2 separate regions of the Mus musculus genome follow, and region 2 is linked to region 1. The links are chromatin contacts, called in public HiChIP or PLAC-seq maps. All regions are on one chromosome and are shown on one strand. The core of a region is the stretch at or near the end of the contact, and the rest is flanking DNA. Distances in the headings are between cores, read along the strand shown.

Evidence for each region. HiChIP or PLAC-seq counts read pairs in DNA pulled down with a chosen protein or histone mark.
Region 2: a contact with region 1 is called in an H3K27ac HiChIP or PLAC-seq map of stem cell-derived epiblast-like cells, with 11 times the contacts expected there. The contact joins two enhancer-like sites. A contact is called at or near these places in 2 of 115 datasets of contacts at active chromatin or transcription factors (astrocytes and stem cell-derived epiblast-like cells) and 2 of 9 other capture datasets (embryonic tail and embryonic trunk).

What each region holds. Positions count from the first base shown.
Region 1 is chr8:6,605,037-6,608,938 of GRCm38.p6, forward strand. No RefSeq gene overlaps it. Among named protein-coding and RNA genes, the nearest start is that of Gm24288, 380 kb to the left of the region's middle. Within about 2 kb of position 1,990, at least 29 of the 459 cell types and tissues checked have an H3K27ac peak or open chromatin away from gene starts, as enhancers often do. A contact at or near this core is called in stem cell-derived epiblast-like cells, where this site is marked.
Region 2 is chr8:8,486,964-8,490,865 of GRCm38.p6, forward strand. No RefSeq gene overlaps it. Among named protein-coding and RNA genes, the nearest start is that of Gm31135, 4.2 kb to the left of the region's middle. RefSeq lists an enhancer at 1,091-3,902. Within about 2 kb of position 1,713, at least 143 of the 459 cell types and tissues checked have an H3K27ac peak or open chromatin away from gene starts, as enhancers often do. A contact at or near this core is called in stem cell-derived epiblast-like cells, where this site is marked.

The sequences.
Region 1 (3,902 bases), core at 740-3,239:
TTTTTTAACTCCTTCAATATTTCTTTAAGCTATGGCAAAGATATTAACTCAGCTTCATCATTAGAGTGATAGTATCTCTACATTTGTGAAGAAAAAACTAGGGTTCATAAAGATTAAGTTATTATCCTACCAAAGGTGTAGAAAGATAACTAAGCATGTAAAACAACAACAACAAAAACCTGTTTGACTCCTAGAACTGACTGACTTTATACATGGGCATGTGCTTGTAATTTCAGCTTTGAGAAGACTGAGACAAGGGGACCCCTGGAGCTTGCTGGCCAGATAGTCCAACCTAGTAAAACCCCAAGGTCTGACTGAAAGATCCTATCTCAAAATCCATAGTGAACAACTCCTGAAGAATGACATGAGAGTTGACTGTTACTCTGCACATGGACCTGCACTGATATGCAAATGTACGTACTTGAATATGTACCCAAGCATGTATACGGACATGCACAGACATCTGAGTACACATAAACAAATAGAAATAGATTAATTAATTAACATTGTTTTATTCATTCATAGCATCTCAGAGACATAAATATTTTATTTCAAAACATTTACTAATAAATACTCTCACCTAAAACATCGAAGGATTCAATAGCAAAATTGCTTTAGGGGCTCATTCAAGGTAGAAAATCTGGTTTGAAGTAGTAGACACTTTGGGAGTTTCCTCTTGCCGGATTCACATGTAAAATGTCTATGTCTTCAAATGACAACTGTCCATCCCCTTTATAGAATGACTCACTCTTCATGTTACAGAATTAAATTAGCTGAAAAACTGAAGAATGTATTCAGAAAGAAATTAAACAGCTGTTATGTAGCATGAAGAATTATTTAATGCAGAAAGTAGACAAACTGAACAATGTCACATTACTGTCCAAGGTCCAATTGCTGCTCTCAATGGATAGGGTTGTTTATTTTCTGGTTAAAACTCTTTGATTATGGTGCAGTGATGTCATTTCTCCATCGAGTGTGTTCTTTTACAAGAGTAAGAACAATGAAAAGAGGCAAAGGGCATGAAAGGCCGTGGAGTGGAACTAGAGTGATGTCCTGTCTGGGTTCAGCATGCTCTTCAATTAACCTGGTTTATCAGCTTGTTAAGCTAAGGGAGGGATCTAGCATATTCTACAATTGTAATTCTATGTAATTCTACAATATGTACATTCTATGTATGTAATTGTTATGTAGAAAGTCCTCAAGAAAGTTTTTTTCTTTTACTTCATTGTATTTATATTTTACTTTATCTATTGTATGTGTATATGTAGGTAAGAGAATAACTTGAAGAAGTTGGTTATCTACCTACCATATGTACATTCTGAAAAACTGAGATTCAAGGTAGACAGCAAGAGCCTTCATCCATTGTATATCTAGCTGATCTTTTTAAGAAATTCTTTTTTATTTGTTTGTTTAGTTGGTTGGTTGGTTCAGAAAGTCTTGACTTACAAAGGAATGCATTTAATGGTTGTGTATGAGCAGAGTTCAAAAGCAGAAAATTTTATTCATTTAAAATATTTGATAAAGTCTTATGCATGGACACTGAGCATTGCAAACAAGGCCATATATGTGACCCACTACAAAAGCACCTCTCAAACTTGGAACATATTTAAGTTATCAGACATTATGTTAACCTATAGATTTTGATTTGCTACACCCATCTTAGGACCTTGGATTCTCCATTAATAATTTGCCAGTCTCTTAAAGAAACATTGAGGAGCAACTGCTTAGGGAAGTATATGCATTAGACTTCATAAATGTACTGAAGATATTAGAGTCTCAGTCCAGAGTCCATGTAATTTTTAGGACATCTGTCACTTATAATAAGGGAAAAAAATCCTAATACTGTGCTTTTCTCAAACCAATCATTGCTTATTAAGACATGAATCCCAAAGCACAGAAAGTGGGTTGCACACAGTCAGCGAGTAAGCCGAGTAACCCGTGTTTGCTCTTGAAACCTGCCTGGAGAGTTCTTGCTATTCAACTTCCTGTTGTGGCTTTCCCATTTTTAGAGGCTGCTGTCTGAATTGGAAGGAGAGGAGCTAACTACGCCCCTCCCCCATCTGCTGTTGTTATCTCATATTTCCTCCTTTTCTAAAGTAATCTGCTGTAGATGCTTGTGGATCATTGCATTAGCTTTTGCCCTCATTTGATGAGGGGAAACGTTCACAATTGATTTGTCTTACTCTCTTTCATTTTACCTTTTAATTTTCTTAATCCTTCTCTGGGCCTCCTTCTTTCTAAGAGCTGAAAGAGCTTGGCCTCGGTGAGGGTAGTCATTCTGATTAATTCACACTCTCCTTGTTAGCATATGCATGAGTCTCAGGAAGTGTGAAGATTCTGTCCACACGGCAGGGAGCATTGCATCAGCGGCAGATCTATTCCCCTGCTGTTCAGAGAGTAGAAAGTCCAAGTTCGTGGGTGTGTTTAGCCATTAGTGGATTTTACAATATGGAACAAAAAGGATGAAAACTCAATTGCCAGAATAATTTAAGAGCTCTTCGCACCACTTGAGCTAAATACCTCCATCTTGCAAGGATAAGCTCTAAGGCAGTTAATTAAAACTTTCACCTTTCACTCCTAGATGGCATTGAATCTCAGAATATTTCTTTCCCAAAGGAATTAATTCTAAGTGTTGAGGAATGGATAGTACAAGTCATAGTTTCCCCAGGTCTTTCTTTTCTTTTTTCTCTTTCTATTTTCTTTTCTTTTTTACCTTTTGCATTTTAAATAAATTCTATACGTTCAATGATCCTACCTCATACTTTTCTGATTGCCACTTTTGCGAACTATGTGGAGTCTGAACTAACAATAAATCAAAATGCAACCCCTTCTTATAACTTACTGTGCCCTTCCATATTTCAGCTTCAATCAATCTTGTCTCTAAATATTTTCCTGTCAGTCGTGATACAGGGAGTCTGCACCCATAACCTACAATTCACATCTAAAAATTACCCTATATACACTTCTTATCTCGGTTTCTCACACTTGAGAATGTTTTTCAAATGCATACGTTTATTCATAAGAACAGATAAAGCAGCCTTCCAAATTGCAGTGTCAGAAAGTGCTCTTTTCAAAACGTAGGGAACATTCAGCCCGTTTTGTTGATTTACTTATTCAAAACAGATGAACATATCTTTATGGACACATGATTTATATTTATTTTTCATACAATATAGTTTGATCACGTTTTACCTTCCCTGAGTCAGTACCAGATACTCCTCCATCTACCTACTCAACCAACCATAAAAAGAAAAAGAAAACATGAAAATTAAAACAACAAAAGTTCAACAAGATCCCCCCAAAATATGCCAAAGATAATTAAAACTACTCCAAACAAAAAACACACACACATTTTGTTGGCCAACTACTCCTTAAGTACAGGACCTGTCCTGCAATGTGGTTGGTATACTCAATGAAAGGCCATTAGAGAAAATTTATTTTCCTTTTTTCTTTGGGTATCAGTTGCAGAAAGTTTCTTGATAGCAGTGAGACCCTGGTTGAAGTGTTTGCTTGCACATAAGTGTATGTACCACTTACACGTCTGGGAATGCAGTGGCAGGATTAGTATCAGATCTCCTAGAGTCTGAGTTCCAGAATGTTGTGAGTTGCCAGGTGATCTCTCAGAACCAAATCTGATCCCCTGCAAGAATGGTCAGTGCTCCTTACTGCTGAGCCACCTCTCCAGCTTTCTGTTTTGTTTTGTTTTGTTTTTTAATTATTATATCACTTTAGTAATTACATCAGTATTTACATTAGCAGATAACTGTATTAAAACTTGCACCAAAGTACACTAAGTTATGTATGCCTTAATGCAGATTGGAGTCATGCCCACAGGAGAGACATTTAAAATCTATCAAACAAAATAGGATTCCTAACCAAAGACTTATATTAACAACTTCATT
Region 2 (3,902 bases), core at 463-2,962, 1.9 Mb after region 1:
CACGTTTAATTCTGACAAAACCATATTTCCTAGCCAGACATCAGAGCTCATGGCTGCAATCCCAGAACTCTGGAGGTGGAGACAGGAGGGTTTCCACAACTTGAAGCCAGCCAGCCTGGGCTACTTTGTAGTGGTTTTCAGACCAGCCTGTGACTCTGTGTAAGATCTTGTCTCAAACACACACACACACACACACACACACACACACACACACACACACCACTTTCTCTGCTAGTCACCAAATTAACATTCCAAGCACTGGGAGAAGAATTTGAACCAAATTTTTGGAAGCAGACAGGAAATGCTAATTTTAAAAGCTATTTATTAACATAAACTTTAATCCCAACACTTGGGAGGAGAGGCAGGTGGATCTCTGAGTTCCAGGCTAGCCTGGTCTACAGAGTGAGTTAGTTCCAAGATAGCCAGGGCAATACAGAGAAAAACTCTTGACTTGAAAATGGATCGTCTATTTTAAATAACAGGGGGACTTTTGACCTGTAATGCTGTTTTTGTCAGCTCATTGAATAATTCCTGATTGATTATCCTTTTTTTTTTTTTTTTAATTCCCTGAAGGAGTACTGCTTCCCCCAAGTAGCTGAGACTGGTTTAATAAACACTTGCAGTGTGAATGTGGGTGAGCTTTTCTATTGATGCTTTAACTTCACTTCAGGTTAATCAGCCCACGTCACTAGCGCAAACATACTTGAAACACTAAAATGAGAATGGACCTGACAGGCCCGTGACGTGTACACAATGATTTTACAATTGCTACTTAAAACTAAGTTCCTTTGGTCAGGGTCATACTTTAGATATGTTACCTATATTGTTAGGTTCCACAAAAGAACACAGGGCTCATAGCAACAGGGGCAGAATAAATGTCTCCATGAGATTCCAAGGGCATTAGTCACTTGATAGCTTGTGTGGTGCACAACAAAGCCGGGGCCAGCTAAGTCCTTTCGGATACACAGAAGGAAGGGCTCAGACAAAAGGCTGAGGCTGCCGCCTGATATCCAAGAGCAAATGACAACTCTTAAAACTCTCCCTGCTCTGAACTGCTCAAGAAAATATGAAAGTAATTTTCAAAGAGCATGGCTTGACGCTTCTCTCCTAAAAGAAAATCCTCCCCAGAGTCTCTGATTAAAGAAGGGCGTAATCACTCTTTCTGATTCACTCTGATTTCACCTCAAAGGGGACCCGAGGTTTCTTTATACCAAGTTGACTCTTACTTCAAACCAAAGGCAGAAGAGAGGGAAAAAAAAGTCAAGTCAGTTTGAGCAGCCTCTCCCAAAAAGCTCAGAACGTCAGGTTATTTATAGGTGTTAAACTGAACCTTTAAACACAGAAATTGCCAGCCTCTATCTGACGCAGCGTGTAAGACAAGGACACAGGTCTTGTGCAACTCTGAGGTGGGTTAAATAACTCAGACACAAAATTTATGTGCCTCGTGCCATCACGGCTTCTGACCCAATGCTGTATAGTCTGTAGTGAACGTGAGTGGCGCGCACATGTGTGTGTGTGTGTGTGTGTGTGTGTGTGTGTGTGTGTGAATGAATGTGTGATATGTTGTATGTAAAGAGTCCAAGGCAAGAATCAGTATCCTGTCCTGCCCATAGATGCACAAGCACCCAGCATCCAGAGGGTAAGGTAGTGTGTTCCTTGATGAGCGCTCTGGGAACAAGCCCAGCCTGGAAAGGGTTGAGAGCATAGGGCTGCCAGGCCAGCTCACACTCCCGAGCCAGTGAGCCTGTCCAACTAATCGGCCGGGTTTGTTTGCACAGCTTTGCTGGAGCGTTTGCAGGGATGCACCCCCAGCTCCCCGCAGAGCCTGAGAGAGAGTGGCCAGCCAAGATACCAGCGGGACCAGGATTCACCTGCATGCCCAGATACGGGCAGAAAAAACATAGCACAGTTTGTCCAAACAGCCCTGGGCGCTGCAGGATGGCTGTCCCCGAGGTCTTCCCCCAGCTTTGCTGCCAGGGGACACCAGCCAGGTTTATCTAAGGGCTGAGATACACTCTTTGAAATTCGCAGTCAGGCAGGCCTGCTGTGACCCAGGGAGGGACTTCTAGAGCTCCCCCGGGGAGCCAAGCTCTACCTGGAAACGCTTGGCAGACACATTCAATGAGGTTCCCACAGCCCACAGCCTTAGTCAGCACCTGGTCGGTGGAGTGACTCAGAAATTGGGAGCGAGGAGGGGCTTCAGGTTTTCTGAACCCACTGTCACGTACGTCACGTGATTAACCAAAGCATGAGCCTGCTCAGAACCACAGGCAGGAGCCATCTGCCTTTGTCTTGCCTTTGTTATCTTACAGAACCAGCACGGGGAGGAACAGCCTTTGACTTTCCAGATTCCCCCACCACCATCACCAACCCCCACCTCCAGCAGCAGGCTGGGTGATAACGTTTTTGATTAAGCTCTTGCACACATCAGCAAAGCCTAATTATGAAAGATCTAATAATATATCGCCGTGTTTCTCTGACAACCACGGGCGTCTCCTCTCAGCATCCTCCGAGCTATTGGAAAGGGGAGCAGACACTGACACCTCGCACTAACTGCACAGGGAGAGGGCCAGGCCTAGAACCTTCTGCACAGGACGATTGGGGTCTTTCTGCAACACCCATCTCCTGCAAGGGCAAACTTGGCTATACACAAAAAGGGATTTGTTTGATTTTGTTTTTTAAGTCGGGGGTGTGGGGTGGGGAATTAAGCGTTGTTTGGCAATTAAAATAAGTGGAATGAAGAATCATCTCATTAGCATTCCTCCAGTGGCAAAGGATGTTCAAACCTTGCGACCCTGGCGGTAAGATGCCTCACACTGCCGCTGCTTTATGTATAGCTAAAAATACATTCGGTGACACTTTAACCGGCAAGAGAAAGCACTCCGTTTCTCTATACATATGGAAATAAGCTCTCTCCGGAGACACCTGGAACAATGGCGGCAAAATCTATATCAAAAGAGACGCAGCCTCTGCACAGCTTTCCTTTGTGCCCAGAATGCTTGTGGCAGCCCTGAGTTCATGGATTTCTACCGTGGTGCAATTTAAAACAAATGATGCTTGCTTACCTCCAACCCCCACCTCCCTGCAGGCAGCTTGCCTGCGTGTGCAGGCAGTATACCAGGGGGTCCTTCACAGAGGAATTTGCCACATACACTTGACACTTGATCAAAGCAGGGGCATTTGTCTCCCTGAAACAAAACTGCAAACACCAAAGGCCCTGGCCCCATGATGCTCCTGGGTCTTCCTGCACAGCCTTTGTGACCACGGTTCAATTTTGTCCTCTGACAATCCTTCAAATTACACTTTCCAGGAAAAGAAAATAAAAAATCATGAGTTTTTTTTTTTTTCTGCAGAATTATGAGGGCATCCAGGAGACTAGTCTCATCTACTAAGTTCCAGGACAGTGGCAAAGAGGAGACTCTAGCCTCCCTAGACCTCTGGCTTGTAAGAGAATCCCTACCCGCTTGTCTCCTGTCTCCAATACCACCGGCCTGGTGACTTCTGGGTCCTGAAAACAACAGATTTGGCTACAGCTGGAGGACGTTTTCCCACTCTGGTGTCCAGCTGTGGACGTCATTCTGTGACCACGTAGCCAGGCTCTCTTTCATTTTATGAAGGTCGTGTGTCTTTTCATTTCCTCCCCTGATTCCCAGTCCTGAGGCTGGCTGCGTGGGCTGGTGGCAAAGGCCTTGCCTAGCAAGAACAAGGCCTGGCTTCCATCCTCAATATGGAGAAAGGGAAGAGGGAGGAGAGAGTCCTAGTGCAGCTCTTACATTTGATGTTACTTTCTCTGTCCTGTCTCCATCATGCCGCTCTTCTTTCCTCCCCTACTTTTTCTCCAGTTGGACAAACAGCTGAAGTTCCCTGTACGTTATCATTATCAGGCCAGAGCTGCACTTGGT